2 separate regions of the Hordeum vulgare genome follow, and region 2 is linked to region 1. A link is a contact called in public Hi-C data. All regions are on one chromosome and are shown on one strand. The core of a region is the stretch at or near the end of the contact, and the rest is flanking DNA. Distances in the headings are between cores, read along the strand shown.

Evidence for each region. A called contact is a pair of places that touch in the nucleus more often than the background predicts.
Region 2: a contact with region 1 is called in a Hi-C map of seedling, with 4 times the contacts expected there. The contact joins the promoter of LOC123426588 here to the promoter of LOC123426578 in region 1. A contact is called at or near these places in 4 of 6 Hi-C or Micro-C datasets (leaf and seedling).

What each region holds. Positions count from the first base shown.
Region 1 is chr1H:112,000,432-112,005,548 of MorexV3_pseudomolecules_assembly, forward strand. LOC123426578 (arabinogalactan protein 16-like) reads left to right here and starts at 1,500. Exons shown (of 2, transcript XM_045110442.1): 1 at 1,500-1,697; 2 at 1,787-2,025. The coding sequence starts at 1,589. The coding sequence ends at 1,893. LOC123426559 (DNA-directed RNA polymerases II, IV and V subunit 11-like) reads left to right here. Exons shown (of 7, transcript XM_045110418.1): 7 at 356-693. The coding sequence ends at 397.
Region 2 is chr1H:112,835,798-112,840,997 of MorexV3_pseudomolecules_assembly, forward strand. LOC123426588 (glycerophosphodiester phosphodiesterase GDPD6-like) reads left to right here and starts at 1,526. Exons shown (of 9, transcript XM_045110449.1): 1 at 1,526-1,547; 2 at 1,630-1,770; 3 at 2,003-2,190; 4 at 2,557-2,740; 5 at 2,846-2,920; 6 at 3,122-3,231; 7 at 3,356-3,574; 8 at 3,664-3,819; 9 at 3,904-4,349. The coding sequence starts at 1,541. The coding sequence ends at 4,107.

The DNA of each region.
Region 1 (5,117 bases), core at 250-2,749:
AAATTCCTTATGTTGCCAACGCCAGGAGTTAAGAAGATGTTTGTTAAGACTGTGTTCGGCACTCCTCCACCAGGGAGCGGAGCGCGGAGCACCCTATTAGCTACTCCCTAAATTACAACTGCACGGCGCTCCGGAGCTGCAGAGCGGAGGGAGTCCGAACAGGCTCTAAATATGATGCTGTGCTTGACATCTCTCGGGTTTCTTGTTAGTTATATTAGACTACCAGTGCCAGCACAGTGTCAGCCATCCTCCAAATCGATCTGGATATGGTCGTTCCAGTTGAATTAATTTCTGCGGATGTATATGAAGACATGGCGAGAATATGACACTGACCTTTTGAGATTTTTGTTTACAGGACGAGAAGACGCGATTCGAAAGTATGAAGCAGGGCTACTAGGCTGGTTGTGTTGGATGCGAATTAACGTGAAACCTTCCTTGCTAGTCGATGAGTCTCTGAACTCCTAGAATGGCACGTGCGACCGGGATTGTGTAAGATTGTACGGTCGTTAAACATGTGTTGGCACTTGATACACCTGCTAGTTGAATTGCTCGCTCTTGTGAGGTTGGATAGTGAGACTATGGCACGTGCGAGATGGGGTGATCTTTACAAAACTGCGTGGATTCTCACATGTGATCATGGAAACCGACTGCTTGGAGATTGTAAATCTCTATAAAATTCGTCACTATAGCTTATCTGTGATGGCACCTTTACTATTAGAGATGAGAGAGCTAGTTTCCTCTTTTTCTTTTTTTGATATTCAACATGTAAATCGGTCATCCAATGTATCGGTCCATCTTTGTGCTAAGTTTGCTTGCACGCTGACCACCGAAAATTGGACTGACTCGAGACCATCTTTTCTGCTCACCAGCCTCTTGGCTAATGATGCCAGGAGTTCTTTTGTTGAATAAAGCTCTCTGATTGGAACAAAAAAAAAAAAAGGTACAGACCGAGTTTGGAGGGAGTCCTTGGATCATTTCGCACTGCGTGAATTTTATGAAGATGTATTGTAACTTGGCTTAACAGACTGTTCGTCTTGTGGTCGGACTTTGTTTGCTCTGCGACCCCAGCGCAGGCGTGAGCAACGGCCGCTGGGGCGAAAATGTCTGCTTAGCCTGGATCACGAAAACTGTTGATTTGATTTTCGTACTTTTGTACTCCAGCTGCAAGTACACGCTAGCAATATAATGCGCATTAATCAAAACTTGAACTCTATCGGTGAATCTGATTCGGCGTCTCGTCCAACCAAACCAGTAAACAAACGGGAATGTCTTTGCGGCCAGATGATTGCGAGCACAAAGGAACACACAGCCAGCCAATCTCAATCCAGGATCCAGACTGTAAAGACGTTAAAAGAAATTCGGCAACGGTCGTCCATGTGAGCGGGCCCCGGCGCTGGCGCAAGACGCCATCGCGATCCCAGCGAGGTCCAGCCAATTCCAGGAGAGGGGAAGAGAGCCGTTATATAATCAATCAATTATCAAGGGAGGTTATATAATGGCACAAGAAGCGGCAGAACGTGAGGACAAGGCAGAGAGCCCAGGAGAGGGATAGAGGGCATCTGTTCATCCAAGATACGCCGCGGCTGGCATGGCGAGAACCCTCTTTGGTTTTGTCGCCGCCGCCGTGCTCCTCCTCGCCGTCCTCATGCCGGCCCTCGCCGCCGCGCAGGCCCCCGCACCGGCGCCCACCAGCGACGGTGAGCCATCAGACTGTGGCGTCTTCCCTTCTGAGTTGCTTCTTTCCTTGTAAATTTCTTCTCACTTGTTTTCTTGCCAATACGTGCAGCGTCTTCGATCGACCAGGGCGTCGCCTACCTTCTGATGATCGTGGCGCTGGTGCTCACCTACCTCATCCACCCGTTGGACGCCTCCTCCCGTTACAAGCTCTTCTGAGCCTGTCTATGCGCAGAGGGTTCTCATTCTTTTGTTCATCTTTCTCTTGTTCGTTGATCGATAAGCTAGTGGATTCTTGAGAGATTCGTTGTGTGAGATTCGATTTGGATTCATTAATTTGTTGTTCTTGTACTCTAGTGGATTCGCACGCGCGCGTGCATATTTTTGTTTCACCATGTGCATGTTGTTCCAATGCTTTCTCAGGTCTGTCGTCACTAGTTATGCGTATATTAGTCATTAATCCGTGTCACAGCACGGGCTGGCAATTCATGAAGTATGCAATTCCATAGAAGAATGGAAATATAGGTAGAAAATTTGAAGAATATTTTTTAAAATGGTTAACATTTAAATATGTAGCAGTTATTCTGGTCATCCATGGGCCAAAAAAAGGGAATTACATTCTTTCAATTTGGTTCTAATTAGGGGGTATTAACTGAACTGGAGGAATGACGATGTAGGTCATATGAACAATACTTGGCTCTTGGCGACTATAGAATATGGAAAATATATCCTTCTCTTGGAACAAAATTAGAACTTATGTTGAAGAACCATGCTGGACATGAGTGGTACAAATGCAAACTTTAAAAAAGTGGTTTTCAGTGTAAATAAATGAATTATTACAGTAAAAAAAAATCAAACTTTTACTGCTAATTGATTAAAATATCTTTATACTGGCAAGATGATGATAATACTAGTAGATTTCATTAACACGCGCCTTCGCTAATTCTGTTGACGAACCATGTAAATATAAAAAATTCGTGTGTCAATGTGAACTGAAAATTGTGATGTTGAATTTGCATGTTTGGTACAATCAAATATATACATCTATCACTCATAAATAGATGACTTCCTAAAATGTGCATTTAAACCTTTTCAAACTTTCAGTACTGATTGGTAGAAATATGCTTATTTTGATGAGATGAAAAATTGGTAGAAATATGTTTATTTTGATGAGATGAAAAATATTATCATGTGGGGATCCCGATCCTAAGTCACAGAGATCTAGCATGTAACACCTCATATGGTTTTATGGCCTCACGCACGGTACACAACGGCTGCCACCACAGAACCCGGGTGGACATGACTAGTTATAAACCCAAGTGACACAACCGTACATGAGCAAACATACATAACCCAACAATGCAGGTGTCGGTCATCAACGTGTGTAGACAAGTCGTAGCAAGCTATACAGACTCCATTACACCGCATGCCATTTCCCTCTAGGGACAAACACAACAACAAAGAAGGATACATGTCGGTCAATCAATGTGTCCGGAGCAATAGCAAGTTACCATGGCTCGGTGGAAGCACAAAGAGCCATTTCCCTGTAAAAAAAGACTACCATAGGCACACAACTAGGTGTCGAATCCCCACACATACCAATGCATTTCAGACATACACACAATATGCATGGTATGTGTAGATACAACACGGCATCACAACTTAACTCTACAATACAACATTTATTTAGAAGGCTCCGAAGAGCCAACATAGTATAATGTTAGAAGAAGGGGTCACGAGACCCAACATTGAGAGCATACAAACAGCAAGTGGAAGTTACATGTCTGGATACAGTCATCTACTAAAAACAGCTGGAGGAGTCTGAAAAGCTACACCGACCCTACCAAAGAAGCCACGCTACTATCTCGGTTCCCAAGCTAATCGTCGATGTAAATAAGCAACAATGAGTATGAAGGTACTCAACAAGACTTACATCAGAACTATCTACATATGCATCATGTATCATTGAACGGGGTTGTGGGGTTTACTACAGAAATGCCAGCTTTGACCTTTGGCTAACCTAAACTACAACAAAGTATCCTCCCTCTCTCGTCTCCCTACGAGAGAGCGCACACGAGTCCACATACTCACCACATCAATACACCACTATGGACCCACTCCTGTCTTCCTACGAGAAGGCCATCCATATCGCTCACACTTATCTTGCGCATTTTATAGTATCCATTAACGTTATCCATGAACCATGTAAGTTTCCAAGTAGTCCATATCTGCGGACGCGGCTATTCGAATAGATAGTTTACCATGTAGGTGTGTACTTCATCACACACGCTCCCACCACTCATCGCCCTTTACATGTCATGTACTCGAAAACCTTCAAGCGGAAGCCTGACATGGGTGTCGGCCAGAGACGCTAACTTAAATGACTCACTTTCAAGGTAGTCACCTATATGAGTTGGAACCCATAATGGAAGTTTGGCCGAGGTTTCCAACATGGCCTCAAACGATGTGAGCAGGGCCCCAAGCCGGTCCCGATTGGGCCGTTCATCCCCGACCCCGATACTGCCGTTCATCCACTTCGCAGGCCCAACCACAACCTATGAACTTTTTGAACTACTACGACTCATGGACTGAGAACATGGTAGGCTAATAGGCCGAGCGGGTCAGCATCACTGAGTCCTCAGTGTGTGGTAGTAGCTAGTCTTGGAACACAAACACAAGATCCGAGGTCCTAAGTGCGACGTCAATGAGACAACCCGCCATGTACTCCTACATGGCCTCTCATCGCTACCTTTACCAAAACTTGTTCACACACTTGACTCTCAAGAGTAGGACATGTTCCTCCCAACTCATCACTTAGATGGGTCAAACCAACTCAACCATAGGCATAGCAAGCATGACATGTATGAAGGATCACAACATGTCCCAAGCAACTCCTAATCATGCTAGGAAGGTTTAGCTATTTACTGTGACAATGAAAGGTCATTCAAAGGAATGGGTTCATCTAACGGAACACAAGTAACAGTTGAATCGTGTTGTCCTAATGCATTGAAATGAGAGCAAGAGTGAGAGAGTAGGGTTATATCGAAATGCTCAAGGGGGGTTGCTTGCCTGAAAGATCGGAAGAACACCGTTGTTCTTTGATGCCGTTGACAACTACGTCTCGCAAGTCTATCGACATGATCAGACAAGGAACAATTTAAGCACGACAAATGTTTCATAATGATGCATGTTAACGGTATATATTCACTCTTGACCTAAAAAAAACAGGAGAGGACTTTCGGGAGCGCCGTTGTCTCGAGGCGGAACTTGGGCAGGAGCACTTTTGCCCTCCGACGGAGCGATTTCGCCGGGGGAACTTTCCTCCTAGAGGGGGAAATTGAGGCCATCGTCATCACCAACGACACTCTCATCTTGGGGAGGCCAATCTTCATCAACATTTTCAACAACACCATCTCCTCTCAAAAGCCTAGTTCATCTCTTGT
Region 2 (5,200 bases), core at 276-2,775, 840 kb after region 1:
CAAACTACCTGCCTGGGTGGTAAAGCGTTTGACCGAAATCTGTCGCTCCTGGCTATGGAGTGGGGACACGGCATGCACTGGGGGGACTGCAGAGTTGCATGGAACGTGGTCTGTAGGCCGAAGCGCCTAGGTGGCCTTGGTGTACTTGATCTAGCTAAATTTGGCAGGGCTCTCAGGCTACGTTGGCTATGGATGGCTTGGAAGCACTCGGAGCGACCTTGGGTAAATTCAGCATTGCCATGCTCAAGCGAGGAGAAGGAGCTCTTTGCGATGGCAACGAAAATTACAGTGGGAGATGGCAGAGCCACAAACTTTTGGCAAGACCGCTGGCTTGAGGGATGCAGCCCTAAGGTGATCGCCCCAGCCCTCTTTAGGATTGCAGCAAGGAAAAACCGCACCGTTTGGGAAGCCTTAAAGGATGACACATGGCTTCAAGACTTGTCTCAAGGGCTGATGCATGACATGCTCGATGAGCTTTCAAAGCTGGCATGTAGGCTGGATCGAGTGGTGCTTCACGAGGGCCACACTGGCACAATTACCTGGAGATTCTCCCAGGACAAGGCGTACAGTGCGCGTTCGGCGTACAACATTCAGTTTGAGGGTTCAATTCAAATGGCTGGGTACAATCTGATCTGGCGTGGATGGGCCCCAGGAAAATGCAGGTTTCTAGTCTGGACGATCATGCTCGATAGGATTCTGACGGCAGATGCTCTTCTGCGTCACGGATGGGAAAATGATTACTTCTGCCCGCTTTGTGTTCGGAACTTAAAAACTCCGTCACACCTATTCCTTGACTGCCCATGGTCAAGGAATGTTTGGAACACCATCGCCTCATTGACAGGCATGCCTTCCCTCTGCCCCGCATCATGGGAGGGAGAGTCCAAGTTCGAAGTTTTGTTTGAGGGTAGGTACGTGGTCACTCCCAAGGATAGGAAAAAGGGGTTGCTATCTCTTGTGCACTTGATCACGTGGGAGATTTGGCGAGAGAGGAATATGAGAGTCTTCCAGCATGAACTCATGACTGCGGAAGGCTTCGAGCGCAAGATTAAAGATGAGATTAGGCTTTGGAACATGGCGGGAACAAGGATCCCTTTTGATCCAGGCTGAAATCGCTCGGTTGTATTTTAGCCTTCTTGCCTTCTTTCTACTTCCCTTTTCTCCTTTGCCTCTGTTTTTTCGTCCATCCTCGGACGGGCCTCTTGTACTTTGTTTCCCCCTAATCAAGGAATTTGGCATGCGCTGCCAACATTCAAAAAAAAAAGGGACGGATGGCCATACCGTATTGGCAAAAAAAAAAAAGTCCATACCCAGCAGCTTCCTCATAGGATGCGGCCCTATGCAACTAGTGAACCCAGCGGCTTTCATTGACTTGAAATCGTTGACTGACTGACAGCAAACATGTGGACACCCTTGCAACCCTGCTGTACGGGGCGACGGACGAGTTGACGACGACTCCGCGATAGGTACGGGACAGCCGGACACACAATTCCAGCTCCAATCGACTTCATCTCCTTGCGAAAATCAAAGAAGCACCAGAAAAATGCAGGGTGGAAGCTCACACCATGTCCAAATCCAAATCCCAATAGCCTCGCCACTTACAAGACTTTTTTGTTTGCGTCGCTCTCGAAGGAATATTCCGTGCCAGGCCGCCGCTTCTTAAAGGCTTCTCTGGCTTCGACTCCGACTCCGATAGGTGGTGGTGGAGGCTTTCTCTGATAGGAGGAGAAGGAACCAAGGAGGGAGGCATCAGAAGCGCCATGGATTGCCTCTGTAAGTACCACACCATGGCTTCCCGTTTCTCTCTCTATCTCTCTCAATAATGCATAGATTTGATGTAAGTTAGTGCCGATGTATGTTTGTCCCCCACATAATCTCGACTTCATCTGAACTTGATCTCCGAGTACAACAATTTCATATGGCAAAGATTGATTCTGTATCAAATTGGTTCGTCAGAATCTTGAGTAGTTTCAAGATCCTGTAAACTGAATGCATTCTCTGACAGGGCACGCCTCCGTCATTGCCCTTGTACTCCTATTCCTTGGAGGATCAGATGCCAACCCAGCTGCCCGTCGCCACGGTCAGCTGGATGTAAACCACAAGAAGCAGCCACTACAGACATCCAGACCTTACAACATTGCCCACAGGGGTTCCAATGGCGAAATACCCGAAGAGACATCTGCGGCATACTTGGTAGCCACTAATTTACTCCTCAATTACTTGCCCTTTCTTCTATGTTCTAGTATAAGATTCAGATGGTAGTATATTTTAGTACCACGTCAAATTCAACTGTATCAAGTATTGAACCTAACAGTCTTCAGTACCCGAGAAGACTTACAGAATAAATTTAGGACAGCACATTCACATGCCCACCCATGATGAAAGGAGGTGTATGCTGAAGAATATCCCAAAGATTATGCCATGTCCGGATTGTTAGCCTGTTTTTTGTACTGATGGAGATTCTCTGAAGACTGAAATCCAATATCTTAATGCAAACCTGTTTTTTTTTTTTTTTTTTTGAAACCAAACCTGAATATATTTGTGCATTGTTTATGGCAGAGGGCTATCGAGGAAGGTGCAGACTTCATAGAGACTGATATACTTGCATCAAAGGACGGGCATCTCATATGTTTTCATGATGTAACACTGGAAAACACGACCGACATCGGCAACCGTACTGAGTTCGCTGCCCGGAAGAGAACCTATGAAGTCCAGGGAGCGAATATGACTGGGTGGTTTGTCGGTATACGAAACTGTGTCTCGATCTTCTTCTGTAGCTAACTTGCTATTTATAACATTTTTTTGCTGTGAATCTACTTTTGACTTTTGGAGTTTTTCTTGCTTCCAGTGGATTTTACACTAAGAGAACTGAAATCACTGAGGGTGAAACAGCGCTATGATTTCAGGGATCAACAGTATAATTGTATAACTTTTGTCTTCTCTATCTCTCGCTTTTCCATATCGCATTCTGCTTTCTTAAATACTTCTCACATGTCATCACTAATGAAACAAAATATAGTATTATTCGGATGCCTTGATCTTTGTTAATTGCTATTTAAATGTCCTTATAACTATATAGTCCTTTTTTTTCAACTGCTAATAGTGTTCTCCTACTATATTGCAGGGAAGTACGATATTCTTACATTTGATGAGTTTATCTTGATTGCACTTCATGCTGACAGGGTGGTCGGAGTATATCCAGAGATAAAGAGTCCTATTTTCATCAACCAGCATGTAGGTGATTTCAACCTGACCAACTCCTGAGAACACTTTGTTTACTTATAAGAAATGAACAAACTTTAATGTCTACTGATTTCTTGAATATTTTTCAAAATATGACTATTGAGTAAACATGTAGGTCAAGTGGTCAGGTGGCAAGAAGTTTGAGGACAAGTTTGTCGAGACGCTTCTCAAGTATGGCTACAAAGGCAAATACATGTCCGAAGATTGGCTCAAGAAGCCGTTATTCATCCAATCATTTGCTCCAACTTCACTAATTTACATCTCAAACATGACAAATGCTCCAAAACTGCTTCTAATAGATGAAACCACAGTTCCAACTCAAGATACCAACCAGGTAAGATCAGCAGTAAGCGCTACTTTTCTATCCTACCAAGTTCATCACCCGAAAACTCTTAGTTTTCAAAGATCATTTCTAACCTGCAGTCATACTATGAGATAACTTCGAACGATTATCTCACGTTCATAAGGAAGTACGTAATTGGGATTGGGCCATGGAAGGATACAATCATTCCCCCCGAGAATAACCATTTAGGCCCTGCAACCGATCTCGTGGCACGGGCACATGCTCTGAATCTTCAGGTGAGCAACACATTTCTCTCTCTTATACATGTACATTTACATATACGTATGACAGTACCATGCTGAATCATGATGGCGTTGTAGGTGCATCCATACACATTCAGAAATGAGAACAAATTCTTGCATTTCAACTTCCATCAAGACCCTTATGCTGAATATGAGTACTGGGTCAGAGAGATCGGAGTCGACGCGCTGTTCACCGATTTCACCGGCAGCTTGCACAAGTACCAGGAGTGGACAACTCCACACCAAAAGAAGGAAAAGAAATGCAGAGGAACTCCTGCATGAGATCGCCAACACTCTGAATGTTGATGCTCACTAAACCTTAGGCTGCCAAGTCTGTATACCTCCTCCCTTTTGGAGCTATTTCATTATTGTTAGTACGGAGAAAATGAACCGGTTAATACTAGTACTATTCTATGTAATTGCTTCCTAGAAATCACGGGAAGTGCCAACTGTAGAGCATCATGGAGTTCGGAAAAACTTCATTTAGTGAAAAATTTTGTTCCGTTTCGGTGGAACATGTGACATGTCAACGGTTTTTAAAATGGATAATTAGGCATGCGCTCTGCATCGTTTTCCTGAGCATAGGCGACGAGGCGGATGACTGGGTAACCCACACGACAAGGCCAGATGTTTGTTTGGTAGATGACCGGCCGCGTCGCCAAGGCCAGATCGGTCGCGCCTCCTCACGCCGTGGGGCTTTGCACCATCCCCATGACGCAGGAGAGAGGGAGGCCCCCGCCACAACCGCCGGCCCCCGGGGCTATAGGCGTTGGAGGGACGCATTCCCCTCCTTCACGGAGCTTTCGATGTGGAGACTGCGGTTGCATGGCAGGGACACGGGCTCGTCCTTCACCTGGCGAGTGGGGATGCCGACTCCCATTCGTGGATGCGCATTGAGAATGGTGGCTCCTCCTTCAGGTGCACCGGTGACTGTGGAGTCAGGCCCATCCGACGGAATGATTGCTCTCTCATGATCTTCATTTTCGTCCTTCAGAGAGGCCTCCATGATGAGATGGGGCTGCTGCTGCGGCCGCTGGTCCTTCTCACCGTTGGAGTAGCCTACCATCATGGAAGACGATGGGCCCAGAGAGCAAGGTCAGTGGCACCAAGATCCACATGAAGAGGAACTTCCACGGTCTTTGCTTGTCGACACGGAGAACCAAGAATTCGGCATCACCACTAGCCTCGGGGAGGTGGAAGGGCTTGGGACGGTGACACGGGGAGGGAGGGGGATGGTGCACGGGGAGGGGAGAGTGTGGCTTTGTGTGTCTCCAATGCACAACTTATCAGAGCATGGTTAATAGTATAGCCAACTGCTGGCTATAAGTATCTTATAGCCCATCTTATAGCTAGCTTGTACAATAGTTAGCTATAA